Linked DNA regions of Triticum aestivum: region 2 is linked to region 1. A link is a contact called in public Hi-C data. All regions are on one chromosome and are shown on one strand. The core of a region is the stretch at or near the end of the contact, and the rest is flanking DNA. Distances in the headings are between cores, read along the strand shown.

Evidence for each region. Hi-C and Micro-C count contacts between places; a contact is called where the count stands out from the background.
Region 2: a contact with region 1 is called in a Hi-C map of leaf, with 7 times the contacts expected there. The contact joins the enhancer-like site here to the promoter of LOC123133616 in region 1. A contact is called at or near these places in 4 of 5 Hi-C or Micro-C datasets (leaf and an unstated tissue).

What each region holds. Positions count from the first base shown.
Region 1 is chr1B:484,911,508-484,917,130 of IWGSC CS RefSeq v2.1, reverse strand. LOC123133616 (protein root UVB sensitive 6) reads left to right here and starts at 2,119. Exons shown (of 13, transcript XM_044553074.1): 1 at 2,119-2,557; 2 at 3,276-3,374; 3 at 3,457-3,570; 4 at 3,664-3,735; 5 at 3,825-3,935; 6 at 4,035-4,154; 7 at 4,283-4,384; 8 at 4,476-4,548; 9 at 4,905-4,985; 10 at 5,063-5,127; 11 at 5,226-5,327; 12 at 5,421-5,615. The coding sequence starts at 2,201.
Region 2 is chr1B:485,095,684-485,101,306 of IWGSC CS RefSeq v2.1, reverse strand. No RefSeq gene overlaps it. Among protein-coding and RNA genes, the nearest start is that of LOC123133616, 180 kb to the right of the region's middle. Within about 2 kb of position 2,381, at least 1 of the 8 cell types and tissues checked has an H3K27ac peak or open chromatin away from gene starts, as enhancers often do.

The DNA of each region.
Region 1 (5,623 bases), core at 870-3,369:
CCCATCTTGCTGGATCAAGAAGGCGAGGACGTCATTGAGCTGAACGTGTGTTGAACGTGGAGGTGACCTACGTTCGGTACTTGATCGGTTGGATCGCGAAGGTGTTCAACTACATCGACCACGTTGATGAATGCTTCTGCTTAACGGTCTACGAGGGTATGTAGACACACTCTCTCCTCTCGTAGCTATGCATCCGCATGGATAGATTTTGCGTGTGCATAGAATTTTTTTTGTTTCCCATGCAATGTTCCCCAACATGCAGGAGATGGCGGGCCGGCTCACCCTTAGCAAAAGGGTGTCCTCATTATCTACCAAGGGCTTGACACCAAACGCGACTGGATGCTCTCCAATCTTGGATTGTCATGTTATGTTTGTACTAACCAGTTTGCATCAACGATGTAGAATCTCATGATATGTTGTGTATTAATCACTTTGCATCGACGACGTTGTATCCTCCTGTTATCTAGACCCCACGACATTCTTTGAGATTCGTATCACAAAGAGTTTAATATCAGACACCTTCAAACGTGTCCCACAGATCTTGCGAGCGTGACTTTCTTGTCAGCTGGCCCTATTTGGTGGCAAAGTGACCAACAAGGGATAATGCCTATGTTTTGTTGAGTGTGTTGGGTGCCTACCATGACCCTGTTTTGCTATGGTACGATATCAACTTCGGAGGCTTCTGTTCGATAGTGCTCTTCGATTATTGGTTCTCGAGCTTTGGATGAAAACCCGAGGCTGACATATATTGATTGGACCTAGTAATGACGGTATATGTGCATTATCTCCTTGAAAACAATGCCTGGAGTTCTTTGAATTTCCTTTCCGGAGCAAATCCTTGATTTGTCCTTTCAGTGGTCGGATGTGGCAACTTGCAACTTGGGAGGCAAATCCTTCAAGGGTATGCGTGTCGTACCCTTGCTGAAGCGTTATTTGGGAGGAGCTATCTTTATATCGGGGAGGTGTTTAGGAAACAAGATGTTTTTTTGGAGGTATAGGAAACAAGATGTTGAAGTTGAAGACTGTGGAACATGCAAACTTTCTTTTTTCAAAGAGGTGCATGACGAATAGCTAATGTCGCCACCTCACAAATCGACCTTCATGCCTTGTCCGTTTCTATCATCTCATCCTCAATGTTTCCACAAAAACCGCGTTGCTACAGAGAGCAGATGTTGTATTAAGCAGGATCAGATCAGCCGTCTCTAGAGCCATTGGATCCTGCCCGAGAGAGTTGCTTGCATCAGTTTAGCTGTGACCCACCATTTGCAACATGACGCATGTTGCGCTCGGGGGTTTGCAACATGACCCATGCCACGCTTGGGGTTTGCAGTTGACCAATGTTGCGCTCACGTTACAAACACTCCTCGACCGCCCCTCGACCTGGCCGATACGTAACACAACCTGTCTCGCGCTAGACAGTCTTGCGACACAAGCCATGTTATAAAAGCGCACGTGAGTGATATTGTATTGCTGTTCGGACGGTCGCAAGAGGCGGTCGACGCACACCGAGTTCCCATGCTTTATTGGTCATCTTGATGCTTTAGTAACACTCCATTTATGAAAAAAATCCCGAAGAGCAAGACAAATTCCAAACGACGCACATGTTCTGTCTCTCCGAAACAACCACACATGGTGTGTCCCATTGCTGAGTGCAGCGTCTCACAAACCATATCGCCCTTACGCCACGAAAAACAATCGAAACGAAGCACAAATATCACAAGCCAAAAATATAAGCCCCACCATTTCCTCCCTCCCTCCCTCTCTCTATTCCAACGGTGCACCAGCCAACTGCCCACCCCTCGTGCCCACAAGCATCCGTTAGCCACTGAAACAAGGGCCCCACACACCATCCGGTCCCGCAGTGCCGCCTTGACGGGGCATCACAGCGGTACGCGTAGCAGCCCGCGCAAGCTGGCACCAGCAGCCGACCACCCATCCGCGCGCCACCCGGTTTCCTCCTACCCAATGACAGTGTGGGCGCAGGACACGCCCGGCCCCACATCTCAGCGGCACGGCAGACCGCGCTGCGACGTAGCGTCCGTGGGCGTGCCGGGCTGCGGAGTCTCCCCTGTATTTTCCCCGGCCTCGGGGGTATAAAGTCGTTCCTCTCTCTCCTCGGCGAAACTGCCTCGCTGTATCGCTCACCACTCGCAAACCCATCTAAATCTCACCCCCTAGCCACCCACCCCGCACCACCGCGATGGCTCCGGCGATGGGGCTCAAGCGGCCGGCGGCGGCGGCGGCGACGGCCACGCAGACCATCACGCTGCCCCCGCAGGGGGTCGCCGTGAGGGACGCGGTGCGCGGCGCCGTCAGGGACGCCGAGCTGCCCCCGAGGGCGCCGGCGATGTCGGCGCCCGCGCCCGCGGCCGCCGTGGACGGGGTCCTGTGCTTCGAGGAGGTGGAAGGCAGGCGGTGGAGCTACGTCGTCGAGGGCGCCGCGTCCTCCGCCGGGAAGACGGGGAGGGTCAGCGCCAGGGCCAGGGGCGGCTCCGCCGCGCCGGTGGGGGCCACCTTCAGGGCCGTGCCGCTCCAGTCTCCGCTGCCGCCCGCCGAGGTAATTTCTACCACCGGTGCTATTTGATTGGCGATTGCTATGCCCACGCGTGCGCCACATGCCTAGATCCTAATTTAGCGGGATTGCTGGATTTGGTGCGATGCGAGTTCTGTTTAGGATGTGTTAGGGCGTGATTGTTTTTTAGGGTAAGGCGTTGTTAATTGTACATGTACGTGGGTTGTTGTGGGGATATTTTTCAATTTTGCGGGTGCGGATCCAGAATTGTAGGCTGTATGTGTTTGCTCGAGGAATAACAGAGTAGTAGTCTCGTCGTTGGTTGTTTTTTGTCTCTTGCTGGCTGCTGATTCAATTAGTTGAATTAGAAATGTTAAGACTGGTTCACTAATTGTTCATTTGTGTTTCACCCTAATTGATCTATAATGTATAATTTTAAGTTTCATCATGTAGTGATCACTTCTATCTCCATTTGGTTAACTTCTGCTTCCATGGAAATGCTAGTGTTGTTGTTTTGTGTCACCGTACATTTGATTTGAGGCTATCTAGTCTAGGGCCTTTGCTCAGGAGCAAAGTTGCAGTATACAGACAAAGTGATGTCGATGTCTCTTGGAAACTAGAGTGCTTGCTAAATGGTGCGAAAACTCCTTGAGATTTTTTAGTTACTGTTGCTAGGCACATCATGGTTTTTTAATGTCTTGTTGATTGATCATAGGAGCTTGATGAACTACAATAATGATGCTATGTAACTGTGCTATTGCAGGAAATTATGTCCTTCATAAGGTCATATGTTGTGCCTGAAGGTTTTCCAGACAGCGTGACTCCTTCATATGTTCCATACATGACATGGAGGGCACTAAAGGTATATTGATCAGATTTATGTGCAGTTGCATCATTTACTAGATTTGAATATATCTTGTTTAATCCTGCTTTTGACCTTTCAGCATTTCTTTGGCGGCGCAATGAGTGTATTTACAACAAGAGCCTTGTTAAACTCCGTAGGAGTCTCACAAAGCAGGGCTACGTCTGGTGCTGTGGCTATTAACTGGATACTCAAGGTAAAGTGTTTCTTCCAATCAGTGGTGTGTTCATCCTTGACTGTTAGTTATTTGGTTATTGTCTAACAGTTATATTGTTTTCCGTTACTACAGGATGGTGCTGGGCGTGTCGGAAAAATGCTTTTTGCGCGTCAAGGGAAGAAATTCGATTATGACCTAAAGCAGGTGTAATATTTGAAACCAGTGGTTTGCAGCGCTCTTGAATTTATTTATTTCGGTTTCAGTAGACTCACTCAAATAAAAATCCACTACAGCTCCGCTTTTCTGGGGATCTCATGATGGAACTAGGAGCTGGGATAGAGTTAGCTACTGCTGCGTTCCCTCAACTTTTCCTACCGCTGGCTTGCATGGCAAACGTTGTCAAGGTTTGATCTCATGCCTTACTGTCACATGTTATGGCATCAATATGACATATTATTTCATTACTTGCAAAAGGGCTTACAAAAAATATTTTTTCTATTCAGAATGTTGCTGCTGTTACATCGACCTCAACCCGCACACCGATTTACAAGGCATATGCCAAAGGAGAAAATATTGGAGATGTTACTGCTAAAGGAGAAAGTGTTGGGAACATCGCTGATCTGGTAACCATTTATATTAGTGCTCCTGTTTTTTATTGTGGGCTTCTGCATTATTGCGAATATTATTGATCTAAAATGCAAATGTGCATATATTACCTATCTAACATTTATTTATTGCCTCTTTTATGAAGTTGGGCACTGGTATGAGCATTCTAATGTCCAAGAGGAATCCATCATTGGTGGCTTCATTTGCAGTCTTGTCTTGTGGATATCTGCTTAGTTCATATCAGGAGGTTTGCTTCTGATTTTTGTTTGCTGCTATTATAGTCAATTATCTATGATAAACTAATCCCCTAACCAGACAAATATTATTTCTGTTACCAGGTGAGATCTGTTGTGCTGAACACGCTAAATACGGCAAGATTCACTGTGGCAGTGGATTCCTTCATAAAGACTGGTACGTGAGCATTGTTTGTTAGAAACCTTTCCTCCTGGTCAGATCTTCTCATGATTTGTCGAAGAAAGAAGGACATATGGCAGTTTCCCTCAAATATAGTGCACGCATCACGTAAAATGATTGTTTCGTAATAGCATGTTTGGGTTATTAGGTATCAGCATGTTTTGGATACAGTGTATTTGAGAAATGCCAAATATATTTGAAGACATTTCATTAATACACAAACTGCTTGAGTTCTACCGGTAGAAACTTTAATGTAAAACTTCTTGAATAATATAGTTTGGAGTTAGTTTTAAAATCCATGAAAGTTAGGAGTATCCAGTCTTAAATTTGTGTCTCTGATTTTCTCGATGCAGGGCATGTTCCTTCATTGAAGGAAGGTAACTTAGAGGAGACAATATTTAATCCGCCTTGGAGGCATCAACCTGTGGCCATAGGTTTGCAACTATGATCATATTTATTTGTTGATGAATTTTGACTGTAGAACCTTTTGATGACCAATTTTAATTCATAGGATCAAGATTTGGAGAGGCATTTCAGGAACCTGCTTCATTTGTTGCTACAAGGCCTTTGTTCGAGGTACTGTCTTGTTCACTCCATCGAGTGTTGTCCTCTGGAATATATTGTAGTTCTATCAAAGATTAGCATGCGAGGTTCTGACATGCATACGATTACAGGATGAGAGGTACATCGTTACATATAACCCTGCAAAGGACAAGGTTTATGCTTTGCTCAAGGATCAAGCAAAGCAAGATGACATTCTCAAAGCTGCCTTCCATGTAAGCATTGATTCTTAGCTACTTCCATGATATTGCACTGGTCAGGGTTGGTTGCAACTACTTACCCTCCTTCGAACGTGTTCTGTTTTACAGGCACATGTGTTGCTGCATTTTATTAATGCATCACATGCTAATCTGAAAGCACGGAAGCGCATGAACTCCGATCAGGGGTCATACCACTATGTGAACCCAAACCCATTGAACATGGACTTTCTAGCACACATAGAAGAATCTTGCAAGATTGTTACATCGTCGTATGGAGTATTCAAGAGGAAAGCAAGAGAACAGGTTTCACA
Region 2 (5,623 bases), core at 1,132-3,631, 180 kb before region 1:
GTGCGCTACTCATAAGAGACCGATTTGGATCCAAAAGTTTAATGCTATGATTAGATTTTATCTTAATACTTTTCTCGTGGTTACGGATGCTTGCGAGTGGGTTAATCGTAAGTAGGAGGTTTGTTCAAGTAAGAACAACACCAAAGCACCGGTCCACCCACATATCAAATTATCGAAGTAGGGAACACGAACCAAACCAGCATAGTAAAAGTGACATGGTGAAATTCCCGTGTACCCTCAAGAATGCTTTGGTTATCATAAGAGATCGTTTTGGCCTGTCCTTTGCCACAAAAGCATTGGGCTACCATGCTGCACTTTATTTACCGTTATCGTTACTTGCTCATTACAAACTATCTTGCTATCAAACTACTTGTTACCGACTATTTCAGTGCTTGCAAAAAATACCTTGTTGAAAACCACTTGTCATTTCCTTCTGCTCCTTGTTGGGTTCGACACTCTTACTTATCGAAAGGAATAAGGTTGATCCCCTATACTTGTGGTTCATTAGCTCGTTATGTGAAAAATATTAAACACTACTTTGATAATCCTGAGAAAACCCAATTCAACTTGATAATGCGAGACATGTTGGATCAACGTGAATACTTTAGGGATTATAGCTTGACTCAAAAATGGGAAATTGTTATGGGATCAAATTCATATGGTGCATTGGTATGCTCGGGATCTATGCTTGGGATATGATTATACTTGTTGCTCTAGGATGAAGGCTCCACATCTTCCCTTTTCATGCAAATTTAATGATAGTGAAACATTGGCTTCTTATGCTAATGCAAATATTGCTATGAAAATTATAAATACAATTCCTATACTAATGTATTTCTTGAGAAAGTCCCCGTTGTCCAAGAAGAGACTAATATTTTGCAGGAAACTATGGAAGAAGAAATAGATGAAACGGTGAGCTCATTGAATGAAAAGATGATGAGGAGAGCGAAGAACAAAAGGAGGAAGAGCGGATTAGCTACCCATGCCCACCTTCTAATAAGAGTAACTCTTCAACTCATACATTGTTTAATTTCCCTTCGTGCTTATCGAAGGATTAAGCTAGATGGAATCTGCTCTTGTCGAAGGAAATAACGACTCATGCAGGCAACTGGGCCGGCCCCGCTCGCGGACACTAAAATAGTACTAAGTGAATAAAAAGGGGGATAGCACGAGATTCGATCCCACGTGTTTCTGACATAGTACTAGGGCACGATCTAAGATAAAACGAGCCAGATTTCCACGGTTTTCCTCGTGTCTCAGTTTTATTGGTTTTTTTTTCTTTTTTTCCTTTTTCTCGTTTTCTTTTGTTTTTGGTTTGGTTTTTTATTTCTTGTCCTTTTTTGTGTTCTTCTTTCGGTTATTCTTTGTGTTTTTTCATAGTTTTATTGGTTTTTCATTTCTTACTCATTTCCTTCTTTTTCTTTGGTTTTTTTTCTTGTTTTTCAATGTTTTTTGTTATTATTTGTTTCTTTATTTATTTTTATCATTCTTCTTGCATTCGTTTTTTCGGGTTTTATTTTTTGCTTTTTTTCTTGGGTTTCCTTTTCGGTTTTCATTGTTTTTTCTTCCCTTTAGTTTTCATTCTACATTTTTTGTATATGTCAGAACATTTTTCAAATACACGTCTAACATTTTTGAAATACAAGTTTAATTTTATTAATACATGGTCAATATTTTTTCTATGCACATGTTTAACATTTTTCAAATGCTTGATTAACATCTTTCAAATATTTAATTAACATTTTTCATATACAATTAGTATTTTTAGTTTTATTTTTATTTTTTAGTTTCCATTCATTTTTTCATATACATCAAGAATATTTTTCAAATACATGTTTAATATTTTTCAAATTTGAGTTTAACATTTTTATAATGCATGATCAACAATTTTTGAAATATGAGTTTAACATTTTAAATACATATCAAGTACGAGTTTAAATTTTTTTCAAAAATGTATACAAATTATTAAACAAATTCTCGCACATGATAAAAAAATTAAACTCGAAATTTTATAAAATGTAATCAATATGTTATACATGTATATTTGAAAAAAAAGTTATAAAAACGTGCATGTTGAAATATGACTTTAGCATTTTTTTAAATGTACTTGTTTTTTTTAATTGCACAAAATATGTTATAAAAATTGCCCATTATTTCTTAATACATGTTCAACACTTTTTCGAATGCGTGATTAGCATTTTTCAAATACTTGGTCAACATTTTTTAAATACTTGTTCAACACTTATTAATATTCTTATTAGTAGAGTGTTAAAGGAAAAAAATAAAAATATAAAAAAGAAGGATGTAACCTCTTGCGCTCCTGGGTCGGCCAATCTTAGGGCCCCCTGTAGCGAGGGTTCTTTCCCTGTCCCTGAACGCGAGATATAGGGGCGCCCCTCGCTATGATGCAAACGCGTTCGTGCACCCTAGCGCGAGCGCAAGTGGGTTGGCCCAGTAAATAGTGCACAAGTGGTGAGATGTTTTTCTTGGCGGGTGTTTCAACGGCAAAAATACAAAAATATAATATAGGGCCTAATATGTTTTTGAGTTTTACTTTGACCATGGGTTAGCATAATAATGTATGACATGCATGCAACACAAAGAATGCCATTGAACTCGTATAATAATGGAGTTTCTAATGATATATACTAATAATTTTATCATTGGTCAAAATTTACCTCGTAAAAGGTATTAGGCAAGTTCTACTGAAATGCGTCAGTATTATCTAAATGTTCATTAAATCAAACAAATATTTTCCAATATAAAAAAATTTCATGAATTCATAAAAATGTTCACGAATTTTTTGAAAACTCCGTAATTTTGAGAAATGTTCCCATTTAAAATTCAATATTTGTTCATGAATTAAAAAGGTTCATAATGTTTTAGAATTTTTCATGAATTACAAAAATGTTCTAAAATGGAAAAGGTGTTCATGAATTCAAAAAATGCTTTCCAGAAATATTTGTGTATTTCCAAAAATCCTCATGAATTCAAGAAATGTTCGTGAATCGCCAAAGTTTTTGATGAATTAAAAAATACTTACAAGTTTCAAACAATATTCATGATTTCCGAAAACTGTTTGTGAAATCATATGTGGAAGAATTCAAAAAAAAATGTAGTCAAACTTGCGTAAATGTTACACTTTGTAAACTAATATAGGACGTTTTAGAGACTTGTGTAATATATGATGTTTTAGAGATGTCTATATTTACAACTTTGTAAAATTGTTCATGAATTTGCAAATAGTTCGCAAACAAAAAAATGTTCGCAAAATTGTATAAATGTTTGCGACATTGTATAAATATTCGCAACATTGTATAAATATCTGTGATAGGTAAATAATGTACATATATTTTAAAAATTGTTAACAGATTCGGAAATAATTGCTATTTAAAAAAATGATCGTGTATCAAAAATGTACGCGAATTTGAAACAATCTTCACTGATTTGAAAAATGCTCATCAAATCAAATAATGGTCACAAATCCAACAAATATTTCTCAAATTTTATAAATGTTTCGAGTTTGAACAATTTTTTACCTATTCCAATAAACGTCCGTGATTTCAAAAAGAGTTAACAATTTTGTAAAAGTGTTCAGAATTCCATAAATGTGCGCATATATTGTTTTTGAATTTTAAAAATGTTTGTGTATGTCATAAATTGCTCACAAAGTTTTAAAATTGTTCATGAATTAAGAAAAATGCTCGCGATGTCACTAAATTTTTAGGAAATCGGAAATGGACATGAAATCAAATAATGGTTAAAATTTGAAAAATATACTGGAATTTCAAACAAAAAGTGTGAAATAAAAACTATTGCCAAATTTTAAAAAACACAAAATTCTAAAAATGATATGTAGGGAAAATAAAAAACTAAAAAACATTATAAAATTAATAAAAGGAAACACGGGAAAAGGGAAAAAATATGTTGAGGGGAGGTTCTAGTGTGAAAATCGGTGAGAAAAAGAACGGCAAAAAAACCTGAATATGCGTGGGCCCATTTGTTGTCGGGTGTGTGCATTTACACGATATCTCAAGGCTTTCGCAGGGACTAAGATCCTAGATGTCAGCTAGAGTATTCTGTCACACCGTACCAACCAGGCCTTGAAGTGCTCGAGGTTTCTACCCAAACATCCAAAAGGTTAGGCGAGTTGCTCTCTCATTGTGAGAAATCATTTCTCTTATCACCAAGGGGGAGTGTTTATGAAGTAAAGGAGTATGGTATGCTAAATAAGGTGGCCTCATATGTGGAGGGCCACTAAGATCAATGACGATTTTATGTTGGAACTGTTGCAGTATTGGCAACCCTGCGGCGGTTCGTAAGCTCGGTCGGGGCTTTCCTTCGTCGGTGTTTTGTATTGTGGAGCTGAAAATTTCAAGGGGACAAGTGGAAGGATCGACATGTACTTTAGGTTTTCAAGGAGGGTTTGCAGTAGGTAGTGATGGGCGAAGTGGAGGTATAGGTGTGTTTCAGAAGCAGGAGTTAGATTTGAAGGTTAGGAATTGTACAAACTACCATATTGATAGTAAGATTGAGGATGCATGGAAGGAGTCATGGGTATGAAAGCATGTTCAAACACATAAAGATTTTGGAACCATTATCTCCGATCTATGGAAGTGAGACCATGGTTGAATGCAGCTGATTTGAAGGAAAAACTTGCTAATGTGGCCAGATCAGGACAAGCTTGGGGGGAATGGATGTTCGGTCATGTTTAGAATGAGTTAAGTGAGCTTAAGAAGTAACTGGAAATTTTGAGATTGGCTCCTAGACGGGTTCGGTCCTTCTCATGAGGAGATTAAAGTGCAAGATCAAATTGTCGAATTGAATTATAGGGAGGAGGTGATGAGATAGCAACACTTGATTTCCCATCAGAGAGCAAGCGCACATCATAGGAAAAATAATGTTCTTGAGCTGAAAAGAGAGGATGGATCAAAATGTACTAATCCTAAAGAGCTAGTCGAAATGGATACTCCTACAATAAGTTGGATGATTCTGAAGGGGACTATTGACATGGAAGATGTATTAAGTCATGTGCCGGTGAAAGTAACAAATAACATGAATGATGTTTTGTTGGCTCCCTACACCGAAAATCAAATTAAGCAAGCTTCATTCTAAATGTTTCCATGAAGTCCTGAGGTCCGAATGACTTTACAACCCAGGTCATCCAGAAACATTGGGATATTTGTGGTGAGGATGTTACTAGCATTGTTTTACAAGTGCTTCAAGGCGAGGATTCTCCAAAAGACTTAAATAAAACATTAGTCATTATTATCCCTAAGGTACCAAAATAATGTTACTTTACATAGTTCCTACCTATTAGTCTATGCAATGTGATATACAAAATTGTATACCAAGTGTTCGCTAACCGGTTGAAGCTCATCTTGCGTGCATTTCCCCTACTTTCATTCCCAGTAGGCTTATCACAGATAATATCATCTCTGCTTCTAAGTGTTTGCATTTTATGAAAAAAGTAAGAATAACTCTCACCATGCACTGAAACTTGATATGATGAAGGCGTATGATTGAGTGGAGTGGAATTACCTTAAAGCTATAATGAAGAAGTTGAGGTTTGCCCTAGATGGATCTCTACTGTTATGGTGTGCATTTCCCCTACTTGGTACTA